Linked DNA regions of Urocitellus parryii: region 1 is linked to region 2. Evidence: chromatin contacts called from public Hi-C data. All regions are on one chromosome and are shown on one strand. Each heading gives the region's core, a stretch centred on a gene start, on an enhancer-like site or on the middle of the called end of the contact. The rest is flanking DNA. Distances are from core to core; before and after follow the strand shown. Region 1 holds the start of Chmp1b (charged multivesicular body protein 1B). Region 2 holds the start of Afg3l2 (AFG3 like matrix AAA peptidase subunit 2).

The links. A called contact is a pair of places that touch in the nucleus more often than the background predicts.
Region 1: a Hi-C map of muscle shows a contact between it and region 2, with 6 times the contacts expected there. The contact joins the promoter of Chmp1b here to the promoter of Afg3l2 in region 2. A contact is called at or near these places in 2 of 2 Hi-C or Micro-C datasets (liver and muscle).

The regions. Positions count from the first base shown.
Region 1 is chr13:59,782,742-59,789,097 of mUroPar1.hap1, reverse strand. Chmp1b (charged multivesicular body protein 1B) reads left to right here and starts at 1,533. Exons shown (of 1, transcript XM_026415495.2): 1 at 1,533-3,506. The coding sequence starts at 1,670. The coding sequence ends at 2,269. All of the region lies in intron 5 of Gnal (G protein subunit alpha L), which reads left to right.
Region 2 is chr13:59,539,315-59,545,853 of mUroPar1.hap1, reverse strand. Afg3l2 (AFG3 like matrix AAA peptidase subunit 2) reads right to left here and starts at 3,068. Exons shown (of 18, transcript XM_077792276.1): 1 at 2,859-3,068. The coding sequence starts at 2,975.

The DNA of each region.
Region 1 (6,356 bases), core at 284-2,783, 240 kb before region 2:
TGCTTTGAGGCAGGGGAATCTGTTAAGCTGCTAATTAGGGTCATGTCCCAGCCCCTATCTGTGACAGCTGGAATCAGCAAAGCCTTACTGCACACAGTGCCTGGGGTGTTCTGAGCACTTGTAGTAGTCCACATGCAATCAAAATGAGAATATTCTTTGCGTCCAAGTAGCTCATGTATAATTGTTGTGAGCCAGGCATATGCCCTGTGCTGTGGTATCCACACAGAAAAAGTAGCAGCACTCAGGGGACATGAGGGAGTCCTGGGAAGGCTTCATGGAGGAGGTGGCAAAGTGGTGGACAGAAAACCCAGGACATGGGGAGGAGCAACATGTCTCATCCTCTGCCTTGGTCCAGTGACTCAACCGACTAGCAGCTTCCATGCTTCCGCCTGGTTTGACTGGCATCGGGCAGCAAAAGAAAGGAGCCAGGATGCCCCATAGGAGTGTAACCTGCATGTCTGGAGCAAGAGATATCATCAGAGCTGTGCTTCAAGGGGATGCACCCGGCACTGGCACCCCTTGAACTGACTGGGAAACTAGCCCAAGAAGCCCCAGAGATATGGAGACTCTAGAGGAAATGACTTGTAAACAGGATCCTCTGAGTATTCCCTGCAGCCTAGGTCATCCGGACAGGTTGGACGTCCCTTGCCTTTCGTTCTTGCTACGTGGGAGGGGTTTTTCTAATGGGAAAAGTCACGGTGCGCACTGCTGCCATCCAAAAGCTGCATTTACTGTTAAAGGGGAAGATACCCAGTGACAGCTGTGACTCATGCCCGTGTGCGGGGTTCCGGACCTCGCCGTCCTCTGCCTGTCAACCTGGAATGTGACTGAAGTTCCTTGGGTATTTTATAAAACATCAAAAAGACAGACTCGTGTCAGCAGAAGCCAGGTCTTCTTATTCCTCAGCCACGGGCCGACCTGGGGTGATGGTTGCTGAAGTCGGAGCGCCTCGGTTTTGAGGTTTCCCACCCGCCGCGCTCTGCAGCGCAAACCGTGGGTCAGCGCGGACCCTGCCTTCATCCACCGTCTCAGGTTCCCCTGAGAAAGCGGAGCTGCCCGCGTCAATCAGAGAGCGCCCACGTCAATCAGAGAGCTCCCACCGGCTGACCTCGCCGGGTCTCCTGCGGGTCTCCAGCCCCGGCCAGACCCTCTGCCGAAGCCCGGCGGGCCTGGCGCCTGGCTGCGTTGGCGTGCAGGTCCGAGCGTAGCCGCTTACGTCAGAGGACGTACTCCTACGCCAGCGTCTGCGAGCGCCGCTCCGGTGAAGTTGGAAACGGGCTAACGCTTCTCAAGCCACGCGGAGCCAGCGCTCGGGTCAGTAAATGGGCGACGCGCACAGCGCGGGCGTCGGCGGTCCAGCCAGCTCCGCCCGAGGCGCCGTGCGTCACGCAGACCCCTCCCCCGGCGCCCTCCGACCCGTCACCCCGCCCTTCCTCTCCGCGCCTCGCGCCACGCAGGGCACGCCCCTGGCTCCCTTCGGCTCGCAGTCCCGGTCCCGCAGGCCCCGCCCCGGCGCCTAGTTCTGACGTCACCGTCTGCGTCGCGCGCGGTGGAAGCAGGAAGTAGGACCAAAACAAAGGAGCGGCTGCCGGGAGCGGACCTGCCTCTCCTCGCCTCGCTTCCGCGCAAGCCCGGGCCCTGGCCGCCGACCCCGAGGCGGCGTCCCGCCATGTCCAACATGGAGAAGCACCTGTTCAACCTGAAGTTCGCCGCCAAAGAACTGAGCAGGAGTGCCAAGAAGTGCGATAAGGAGGAGAAGGCCGAAAAGGCCAAGATCAAGAAGGCCATCCAAAAGGGCAACATGGAAGTGGCCCGGATCCACGCCGAGAACGCCATCCGCCAGAAGAACCAGGCCGTGAACTTCCTAAGGATGAGCGCGCGCGTGGACGCCGTGGCCGCCCGCGTGCAGACGGCCGTGACCATGGGCAAGGTGACCAAGTCGATGGCCGGCGTGGTCAAGTCCATGGACGCGACGCTGAAGACCATGAACCTGGAGAAGATCTCCGCGCTGATGGACAAGTTCGAGCACCAGTTCGAGACCCTGGACGTCCAGACGCAGCAGATGGAGGACACGATGAGCAGTACGACGACGCTGACCACTCCCCAGAATCAGGTGGACCTGCTGCTCCAGGAGATGGCAGACGAGGCGGGCCTCGACCTCAACATGGAGCTGCCGCAGGGCCAGACCGGCTCCGTGGGCACCAGCGTGGCCTCGGCCGAGCAGGACGAGCTGTCGCAGAGACTGGCCCGCCTGCGCGACCAGGTGTGACGGGCCGGAGGCTGCCGCAGGAGGCCCGCGGACAGGCCCGCGAGGCCGCCTCCGCCCAGCAGCTGCCGCTCGTGGTGACGTGTATTTTTATAGCCGCCTTTTAACAGAACTGGTTGAGTGGTGGGCGTGGATCTCGGCCCCTCGGTGACGCTGCCTACCGAGGAGGGTCCCATCCGAGGCCAAGTGTGTGTGTGCGCGTGTGTCGCGTGTTTGGTGGCACACCGAGTGACAGGTGGTCCGTGAGAATTAAAGAAGGGGATGATTATTTTGATTACACAGCTATAAACACTTCGTTCAGTCGGCAGTGCTGTTTCTGTATAGCCTTTCTTTCGATTTTGATTTGTTTGGTTTTTGCCATCAAAGCAAGACTACAATTGACTATTTGTTCTCATAACTTACTCTAAAATTATCTTAGATCTTAAAATAATATTCTCTTGCTGTTTACATTCTATAAATTTTCATGTGATAATGGAGTTTGTGTAACTGGAAAAAATGCCACAAAAGTTAATTTATTGGGAAAAATAAATTTGTTCATTTATATTTTCTATTTACAGAGAGTTTTTTAAAGGACTTAGATGTAATGTTTGACAGTTTCCTAGTTATTTCACGATGTCATCACTTTAATCAGACTTCTCCTTAAAGTATGTTAATTAGCATGATAGTCATTTTACACACCTAACATTGCCAAAGAACAGCTGATTGGTCTGGGGAAACCTTGGGACTGTATGTTTATAGGTTTCATTTTTATTTTAACAACCAAAAATGAAATAAAATTAGTTCTAATTATTTTAAGTTCTAATTATTTTCATTTGTTATTTGTCTTAAAGTAACAACTTTAAAAACCTTAAAAATACAAGTTGTAATGTTTGACTTAGCCATGCAAACAAGGCATGTTCCTCCGGCCAGCTGGAAGTGTGGGAAGGGGAGCCAGCTAGGGCTGGGGGTCTGAACTGCATTCGGGGCTGGGTCATTTCCCAAGGCTGTGTGTCTGGCTGAAGAGCAAAGCAGGCCTTCTCCACTCTGCTTGGGCTCAGAACAGGGAGAATTGCACTTATTTTGCTTGGCAATTAAATTAAACTATGTTAAATACTTGTAAGTTTTTAAAATTCTCCTTCATTCACTGGAAGATTTCTCCCTAAGAGAATTCCGGTATTTCTGAAAATAGGGACTTTTCCAAGCTCTTTGAAAGATTCACCACCAAGTACACATAGATAACATGTTTTCCAGTGTGAATGAATGTTTAAGGAAAAAAGAAGCATAGGCAGATGAGGACTGACCTTCATAGTAAGTTTTTTAAAGTATATTTGCCGGGGTGTTGTTCAGAAGTCTGCTCTACGGGACTCTTGTCGATTGCCCAGAGTCTTCTGTCACAGGCCCTTAGCAGGTCGGGTGTCCTCTCATCGCTTGGTTTCGCAAAGCCTGCCTGATGTGAGTACAGCATGTGTCTTAAACCCTCTTTGGACTGGAAAATTATAATTAGAACTCAAAAAATAGCTTAGTGTTGAATTCTTTGGTATGTTGAAGACACTTTTGTAGTGCAGATATTCCCATTAAAATATTTTTTGTAAGATTAAACAATTCTTGTATATGCTTGAACTTTCTTAAAATATGTTCATTTCATACTATATGAATGTACATTTTTTATGAATCAAATATTATTTTCAAAAGCACCACTACAGGCCCATGAATTATTTCCTCACTTTTGGAGTTGATGCAATGATAAGATGTAAATCACAGAGATTTTGTTAAATAAATTGTTTTAAACTGCACGTTATTGCATATGAGTATGGGTCCTATTTAAAAAGTTGCTTATGTGCTGGGATGTAGCTCAGAGTACAGCACCAGCCCACACACACAAAAAAAGAAAAAGAATCCAGAGGTAGATTTCGCTCAAAAAGCCTGGTGTTTGACCGGACCGGACCAGCCCCCCCCCCAACCTGGTCTTCCCACCTGAGCTCCTGTGTGGTCAATATGGCATTATCTTGCACGTTCCTCGAAGCCTTGTCTATCCCTTCTTTACAGTAATTGTCTCTTCCTGGCAACAAGATTTTTTTTTTTAATTTTATTTTTTTTTATTGGTTGTTCACAACATTACAAAGCTATTGACATATCATATTTCATACATTAGATTGAAGTGGGTTATGAACTCCCAATTTTACCCCAAATGCAGATTGCAGAATCACGTCGGTTACACATCCACAATTTTACATAATGCCCAATTAGTAATTGTTGTATTCTGCTACCTTTCCTATCCCCTACTATCCCCCCTCCTCTCCCCTCCCATCTTCTCTCTCTACCCCATCTACTGTAATTCATTTCTCTCCTGGCAACAAGATCTTCTGTTGAAATGTCTCTAGACCAAAGACAGTAGCCTATGACTGGGTCCAATTTAAACACACCAGGGAAAGCAGTTCATGCAACTACTAACATTACTTTTAGTCTTATTTTCCTGCTTTCAAATGCAGTTTCTAACCTGAGGTTTGAATTATTGAGGAAAGCCAGGTGTGGCGGCCACACCTGTAACCCCAGCAACTCTGGAGGCTGGTGCTGAATTAAGACCAGCCTGGCAACTTAGCAATACCTGTTTCAAAAATAAATAAGAAGGGCTGTGAACGTGGCTTGGTGGTAAAGCACCCCTGGATTCAATTTCCAAAAAAAAAAAAAAGAATGGGGAGAGACATAGAGTTAAACAGGTACACAAACTTAACTTTCCTTCAATTTTGACTTATTTAAATACAGCAACCCAGATGTATCTGCCAAGACCTTTCTAACTAAAGCTATTTTCCTAACAGAGCAAGCCTCAGGCCACCCTGTATGCCTTTCAACAGGACCTACCACAAGGTCTGCACACTGTCCATTTGATAATCTTGTTTACTGCCTGTGATATCAGGGTCAGCTCGTCCCACTAAGAGCTGAAGTGAGGGGTTCCTTCCATCTGAAGTACACAAGCACCACCTGGAAGGTGTTTCTGTAGCCAAAACCCAAATTCGAATCTTTGGTACCATTAACAAAAGTTACAAGCCAGGGACTTTGAACAAACTGATGAACAGGCCTCTGTAATGTTTGTAAACAACTAACTGATTTTAATCCATTAGCAAATGCCTGCCTGGTTTCCCGAAGTCCACCTTTGCACAGCTAGATGTCATTCCACCGGATGCAGGACCACACAGGGTCTGCTCTGGCCTGGCACCTGATACCGTGAGCTCCTGGTGCACCAGGGCAAGTGTGCCTCCCTGGGGTGCTCTCTTGACAGTGCCGGGAGCTCCCTGATGGCAACAGTGGATGCAGGGAACAGCCGTGGTGAGCACAGGTAGAGCCCCGGGTATGGTGCTGGGAGCCCTGTTTTCTTGCCCTTCACGGCACTGGTCCAGATGGAAATGTTTGTCCCTCTCCTTGGGGCTGGCAGTCTGTCTCTTACCAGAACAGTCTCAGGACACACAGGTCAGCGGTATTTATTCAGAATGATGGGACATGGTGAAAGACCAGATCAAAATGTATCAGGCACCAGCTACGTGACACTTCTCTCTAGAGATTAAAAAACTTAGTGTCTGCCCTTAAGCATCACTAATACTAGATGAGACATGCACATAAAAGGAAATATGGACATGGGTGTGAAAAAAGATCAAACTGAACACTTAAGATTGGTGTAAGGGGGCTGGGGCTCAGTGGTAGAGCACTTACCGTGCATGCACGAGGCACTGGGTGTGATCCCTGGCACCACATAAAAAAATAAATAAAATAAAGGTATTGTGTCCATCTACAACTAAAAATATATATTTAAAAAAAAAAAAGATTGGTGCAAGGTGGGCAGTGGCACAGACCAGTAACCCCATCTATTCTGGAGGCTGAGCCTGGGAGTTCAATAACCAGCCTGGACAATATAGGAATGTTTTGCAATTTTTTGTTTGGTTTGGTTTGGTTTGGTTTTGCATTTTGTGTCTTTAAAGGAAAAAAAAAAAAAGATGAGTGTAGCTCACATGCTTCATGTGTCTCCTATCGCCACTTCTAAGAAGGGAGTGAATCACAATGAAAGGCCGTGCACTCTGCTAAACAGAGCATGCCTCAGTGCCAGGTGGAGAGAGTTCCA
Region 2 (6,539 bases), core at 1,819-4,318:
TATTGAACTACATCCCCAGCCCCCTCTTTTTTTTTTTTTTTTCTTTAAAGACAGGGTCTTACTAAATAGCTGAAGGCCTTACTAAGCTGCCCTGGCTATACTCAAACTTGTGATCCTGCCACTTTAGCTTCCTGAGTCACTTACAGGCATGCACCACCATGCCTGGTTTATTATGTATAATTACAATGCACCAATAAAAAGAAAAAAAAAAGAATGAGCTGATTTAACACAAAATAAATACACAATTTTAACTTCAAAATGGGCCCAAAACACTACACATACATAGTTGACCACAATGCTGATATGAGAGAATTTGGAGCTTATGGTGTATTTGGACCTTCCAAGCCATGGAAACACATGATCTGTGAAATAATCACTGGTACTGGATAAGAACACATCATAAGTGAATAAAGCTTTTCCCAGTGCCAATTTCATTAAGAGTATAGATTACAATGTCTTTCAAGCAGGACAAGTCAACAACTCACACTCATGCCCTGAACAACTACTCGGTGTGGGGAGTCCAAAGGGTAATCAGAACCAGTTTCCACTCCTAGGAAACTCAGAAGCACAAGGAAGAAAATGCTGAGAACAAATCAGTTACAAATTTGTATTTTTGTAAAATATAAAACCTGTAGTCTCATCTTTCAGTTTCCTCAGGGGTTCCAGGATCCCCTGGTCCACAGATGCTCAAGTCCCTTATATAAAATGGTACAATGTTTGCCTAAAACTTATACACATCCTCCTGTATACTTCACATCACCTCAAATTACTTTTAATAATACAATGTAAATTTTATGTCAAATGTTGTTATACTATATTGTCTAGGGAAGAATGACAAAAAAACCTATATCTATTGAGTACAAATGCTATTTTTAAAAAAATAGGTTTGTTTCCAGTGTACCCTGGGATATGGAGGGCTGCCTGATAATGGAATCAGAATGGCATGGAGGTAATACAAAAGGTTCTTTATCATACAAGAACTGGGCATATGGTAAGCACTCCATAAATATTTGTTGAATTAAGAAGCCCCTATATGCTCTATTTTCAAATTGCGTTGACATGGAATATTCCTACTAACCTAGTGATAATCCCCATGACCGCATTTTTCACTGAGGTTATTTTCTATAACAGAATCATCAATGAAGCTTTTCTCCTCTGCATACCCAACCCAAGCCCAGGGTGTCTTGTCAAAGAACATGAGACACCAATTCACAAAATTTATGCTTAGAGCACTTCACCTCAGAGGATCAGCTTCTATGTTTGACAATATGAAGTTGCTTTATCAGTCTTTTCCCCGAGGTGTAACACTTGAGAACTGGTATCTCAACACATCAAAATCTTTTTCCAAGGGACCATACTGTGAGAATAATACTCCTGTCTGATCTTCAACAGTAGCATGAAGGAAAACCTGTCCTATGAGACTCCCTCATAGGTAGCACAGTAATGCCCCAGTGTCCCCCATTCAACGCTAGGGAATATGGCACAGACTACTCTCCCAATCCATTAGCTGTAGCTGTCAGCACAAAGGACTTCCTTCTATTTCAGCACTGGTGATTCCCAGGGCCAACAGTGCCATTGCAAAGAAAGGTATTTTAGGTAAGATTCCTGCCATAAAAACTGCAAACTCACCAGGTAGATTCCTACCTGCCCATTGTATGTTTGAGACCAACGTCCACTAGAGCAAAAGGAAAAAAATCTAAACCAGGAAAGAAGAAAATGGACACAATACAAGAAACTGAAAAAGGCTTAGTGCAACGCAGTAGAGAATAGGAAAAAAAGATGAAGAGAACTACGGAATAAATACAAGACTGGCATGCAAGTAAATATCATAAATGCAAGTACAATCAGCTCTCCACATCCTTGGATTCCACCAATGGCAGACTGAAAACATTATGGGAACGGGGGAAGAGGGATAGCATCTATAAAGAACTTTTTTCCTTGTCATTCCCTATACACCACGATGTATACTATTTATATAATATTTACATTGTAATAGTATAAGTAATCTAGAGATGATTTAAAGTATATGGGAGGGCTGGGGATGTGGCTCAAGTGGTAGTGCGCTCGCCTGGCATGCGTGCGGCCCGGGTTCGATCCTCAGCACCACATACAAACAAAGATGTTGTGTCCGCTGAAAACTAAAAAATAAATATTAAAAAAATTCTCTCTCTCTTTAAAAAAAATAAGTATATGGGAGACCATGGGCAGGATATATGCAAACACTCAGAGCATCCCTGGGCTCTGGTACCCTCGGGGTCCTGGGATCAATTCCCTGCGGATACTAAGGGACCCGGTACTATTACTTCCCCCATTTAAGTGGAAAGGCTGAGCCAACTTCCTCAAGGGCATCTGGCTAGTAAGTGGCCACCCAAGTTCCAGCGATGGAGCCCAGGGCCTCGACCACCTGCTGCGTACCTCCGGTAAACCAGCGCTGGCTGGAGCCGGCAGCAGGAAGCTGTGTAGGACACTGCTGACCTGGACCAGAGGCAGGTGACTGCACGGCTGTCAAGCACTACCATCTCTTCAGAAAGACCCCTGGCCGCCGCGCGCGGGCCTAGCGGGCTGGCATTCGCCCCCAACGCCCCGAGGGCGGCGCGGTTACGCAGTGCGGCGCACGGCCCTACGCGGCGAGGCGGCTTCTTCACGCCAAGGGCCAGACGGCGCCGGGCTGCTCACCGAGCGCAGCCTCCGATCCTCTGGACACAAGCGTGTCCGGCGGACAGCACACGGCACACGCGGGTGCCAGTCGCGGCCGGCCCGGCTCTCCAGGGCCCGCGCGCCGCGGGGCGGTGACCTTGACGCTGCCTCCGGGCCGGAAGCAGGCCCAGGAGAGGCGCAGGGCGGGAGCCGGGACTCACCTTTCGCAGGCAGGGCCGCTCGCCGGGGCCCGCGCCGCCGCCGGGAACGAAGAGCGGCGGGAGACCGCGGGGCCGACAGCCGCCGCGGCCCCACAGCAGCAGGCAGCGGTGCGCCATGACGGCCGGCGCGGCCCACTCCGCCCGGAGCGCCGCGCAGGTGCGGAGGCGGCTCGGATAAAGGGCTCCGGTCGTAGAAAGCTACGCGCGACTGCTGGAAGCCAGCGGCTTGCCGCGGGCCCCAGCGCTCCACGCGCGCGTCCCCCTCGGCCCCGCCCCGGCGTGCTGACGTCGACGTCCCCCTCGGAGCGGAACCGAAGGGTAGGAACGTGAAGGGCTGGGCCGAGGGAGCCGTGGGGGGTGGGCGGGGAGGGGGCGGGGTCTAAGGGCAGGGCGTGGAGAGCGGGACCTAATGCGTGGAGAGCGTGATAGGAGGAGGGGCAGAGGGAGGAGCGTGGAGGGCGAGACCCAAGGGCAGGGGCGTGGCGAGAGACGGGGTCTGAGGACGTAGGCTGGCGTGCAGGAGGCGGGGCCTGTCGGCAGGGTTTTTGGAAAGCTGGCCCTAAGGGGCTGGGCGGTGGCGGGAGGTGGGACGTGAGGGCTGGACCTTTAGGCTGGGGTCGCGGGGAGGGAGAACGCGGGCACCGAGGGGGTAGGGAGGGCAAAAAAGAAGTGCAAAGGCTGCTGGGGCCGTGGGTGAAAGGACCTTTTCCACTAAGGGCTCCGTGTCGTCTTTGTCCTCTTAGCATTCGCTGTCATTTGCCACATATGACTCAGTACCTTTGGCTGACATGGTGGCGGTCCGCGAAGATGCCCCAACACATCTCTAACTCCTAGGAAGGCAACACAAAGAATCACAAACCAGCCATCTAAAAGCTATAATCAAAATGTTGGGACTATAATCTCTAACTTGGGCCCATGGGGATCCCTTTGTGGTAAGTGTGCTGTGTCATCAACAGAGACAAACTCATTTGTGTCTTTCTGCAATGTCAGAATTTATGGAATAACAATAAACTCACAGGATACTCCACTTTCATCAGCAGCAGTTCATCGCATACTTGTGGGCACCTGGTATTCATTAACCAGGAAATCAGATTGATTTGTTCCAATCTTAATTTCTAATATCTGTAACACTCGAAGTCACACATCACACTTCACACAGTCATACATGTAGATTAACAAAAGGCTAAGAAACGGTTAAGGCAAGTACATGGTATTAGAAGGCTGACTGAGAGGCAGACAGAGAGCAGCTATGAATGAGACTGACTGTAGGTGTCAGGTAAGACCAGGAACCAGCCAAAGGACTTGTTGAGGGCCCAGAGCTGACAAAGCACAGAACTTAGTCTAAGCTAAGATCCAGAAGGCAGCAGTATTAGTGTCATATTGGAGTGTCAGCTTGAGATGGCAGCTTGGAGTGGGCTGTGTGAGCCTCACAGGCAGAAGAAACCACTCTGCTGAAGCCCAAGGACAGTAATTCAGAATTGGTTGCTATGGTAATTTTCCTGAGCTTGTCATCAAGGAGTGACTGGGTGACAGGGTCAGGGTGCCTCTCTTTTTGTGGGTCTCAAGTGAGGAGGCATCATTTGGTAGTCTGGTGTCTTTGACAAGCTTGTGGGCCTGGTTTTCCAGTAGGAGTTTGATGCACCCATGTATCCACATGCTTCTATGCAGCCGTGTGCTTCTGATTGATTTGACAAGTTCTTGGGTAATCATTATTAGCATGATTAATTTACTTATCAATTCTTGTGATAGGACTACACCCAGCATATGGAGGTTGTCTACTTGTACAGAGAGGGTGTAGAGTCCTTCCACTCAAAATTGAGCAGCTTATGGCAAACTACGGCTTTACAAAATGAAGTAACAAAGCTTTTGGCAAAGCCTGAAAATTGCTATTCTATACATCGTGGAGTAATACAGAGAGGGCACAGCCTGCTCTACATACCTTTCAAAGAGAAATGATGTTCAAAATCAAGTGAGTCCTCCAGAAGGCAGAAAGTCAAACTGTTCAGCACACAATGACTGCAGAGAGGAGAAAGAGGACTGGAAACAAAGTTCTGAATCATGGTCATCATTCATTAGCTCTGCCATGGCTGTGTGGCCTACTAGTTGACGATGCTGTGTAAGGGAGAAGGCAGGAAAGGCAGATAAGGCTGAGGACTGGTGAACAGAAGTGCCGCGGTCTGGCTGGGCATAAATCACCGAGCTGACACAAAGCACTTGTATGTTCAAACAGGAAACTTTATTGCCTGAACTCCACCAGCACTCCCGCACACTCCCTGGGAACTCTCTTAGCTCTCCACCCGGCTCCGCCCCAACTCTCTGATCCAGGAGAACTTCACGGGAACTCCAAAGTAGTGGGCAACCGAGGCAGCAAGAGCCTCCCTATTGCTGGACAGTAAAGGTCTATATACAATTGAATACACAGCTTAACATAACCATCATCATCTCAATGACTCACTGGCTTCACCTCTCACCCATTCCCTTCTGGCAAAATGCCATGGTCATCCCGACTGTGGCCCTCAACACAGAAGTCTTCAGGAGTGTGCACATGTCCATGCATGTACACACAGGAAGAAACTGAAGAACAGACGCTAAATGTTAACAGCATAACTCACCAGAGTGGCAAAACTCCAAAACTTTGACAACTCACTCTGCTGAGGCATTCTCATAAATGATACAGTGTGTAGAGTGGTGCAAGCCCATGCATGAGAGGGCCCTGGGCAATGCCACCTACAGAACCAAGATCCTCAGATACCCGGTTTATGGTTTATGGTTTATGGAAATGTGTCCTGCTGGGTAACCCACCCACATGTAAATGCTTGAGTACAGGTATATTAAGTGCAGCGTTATTTTTAGTAACATTTACTGGAAACCACACACATGTGCATCTCTAAGACCTAAGACTATGAAAAATTCACACATGTAATACTATATAGCCATTTTTTAAAAATGAAAATAACTTCTGCTGTAGAGAAATAGGGCCTGAAACAACAAGGTGGGGAGGACACAAAATACAATTCTGAAGACAGTGAACATCAGGCAACAATAATCTCTGAGAGACAGGAGACAAACAGGCAAGTCCTGAGATGGCCCCAGCTTATTACAGGACAGTTTCCATCTTGGTCTGCAGACAAGGAACCCAAGCAGAGAACAACAGTCTCTAGATTGAAGAGATGGAGCCAGGACTTTTGGAACACCCATAATAAGGAGAAAAATCAAACAATTGCAAACGACACAGAAATTACATAGGTGAAGAATTAGTAGATAAGAGCTCTTAAAAGAATTAGCATTATCATAGCTGAGTACAGTGGTATATTCCTGTAATCCCAGCAACTCCAGAGACTGAGGCAGGAAGATTACCAGTTTGAGGCCAGCCTCAGCAACTTAGCGAGACCCTGTTTCAAAATAAGAAATAAATAAAAATGTCTGGATACATATCTCAGTGGGAGAGTGCTCTGAGTTCAAACTCCTATACAAAAAAAAGAAAGAAAAGAAAAAAGTTAATACTACTATTTTCTGTATGTGCCAGAAACAAGAAGGAAAACTGCATATATTAAGGAGAAACATGGAACACAAATTTAAAACTAAACTAAACATCTAAGAATGAAAATTACAACACCTGAGATGAATAAGTACACTGAATGGAAGATTACATTGCAGAAGGAAAGATTAGTGAATTTAAAG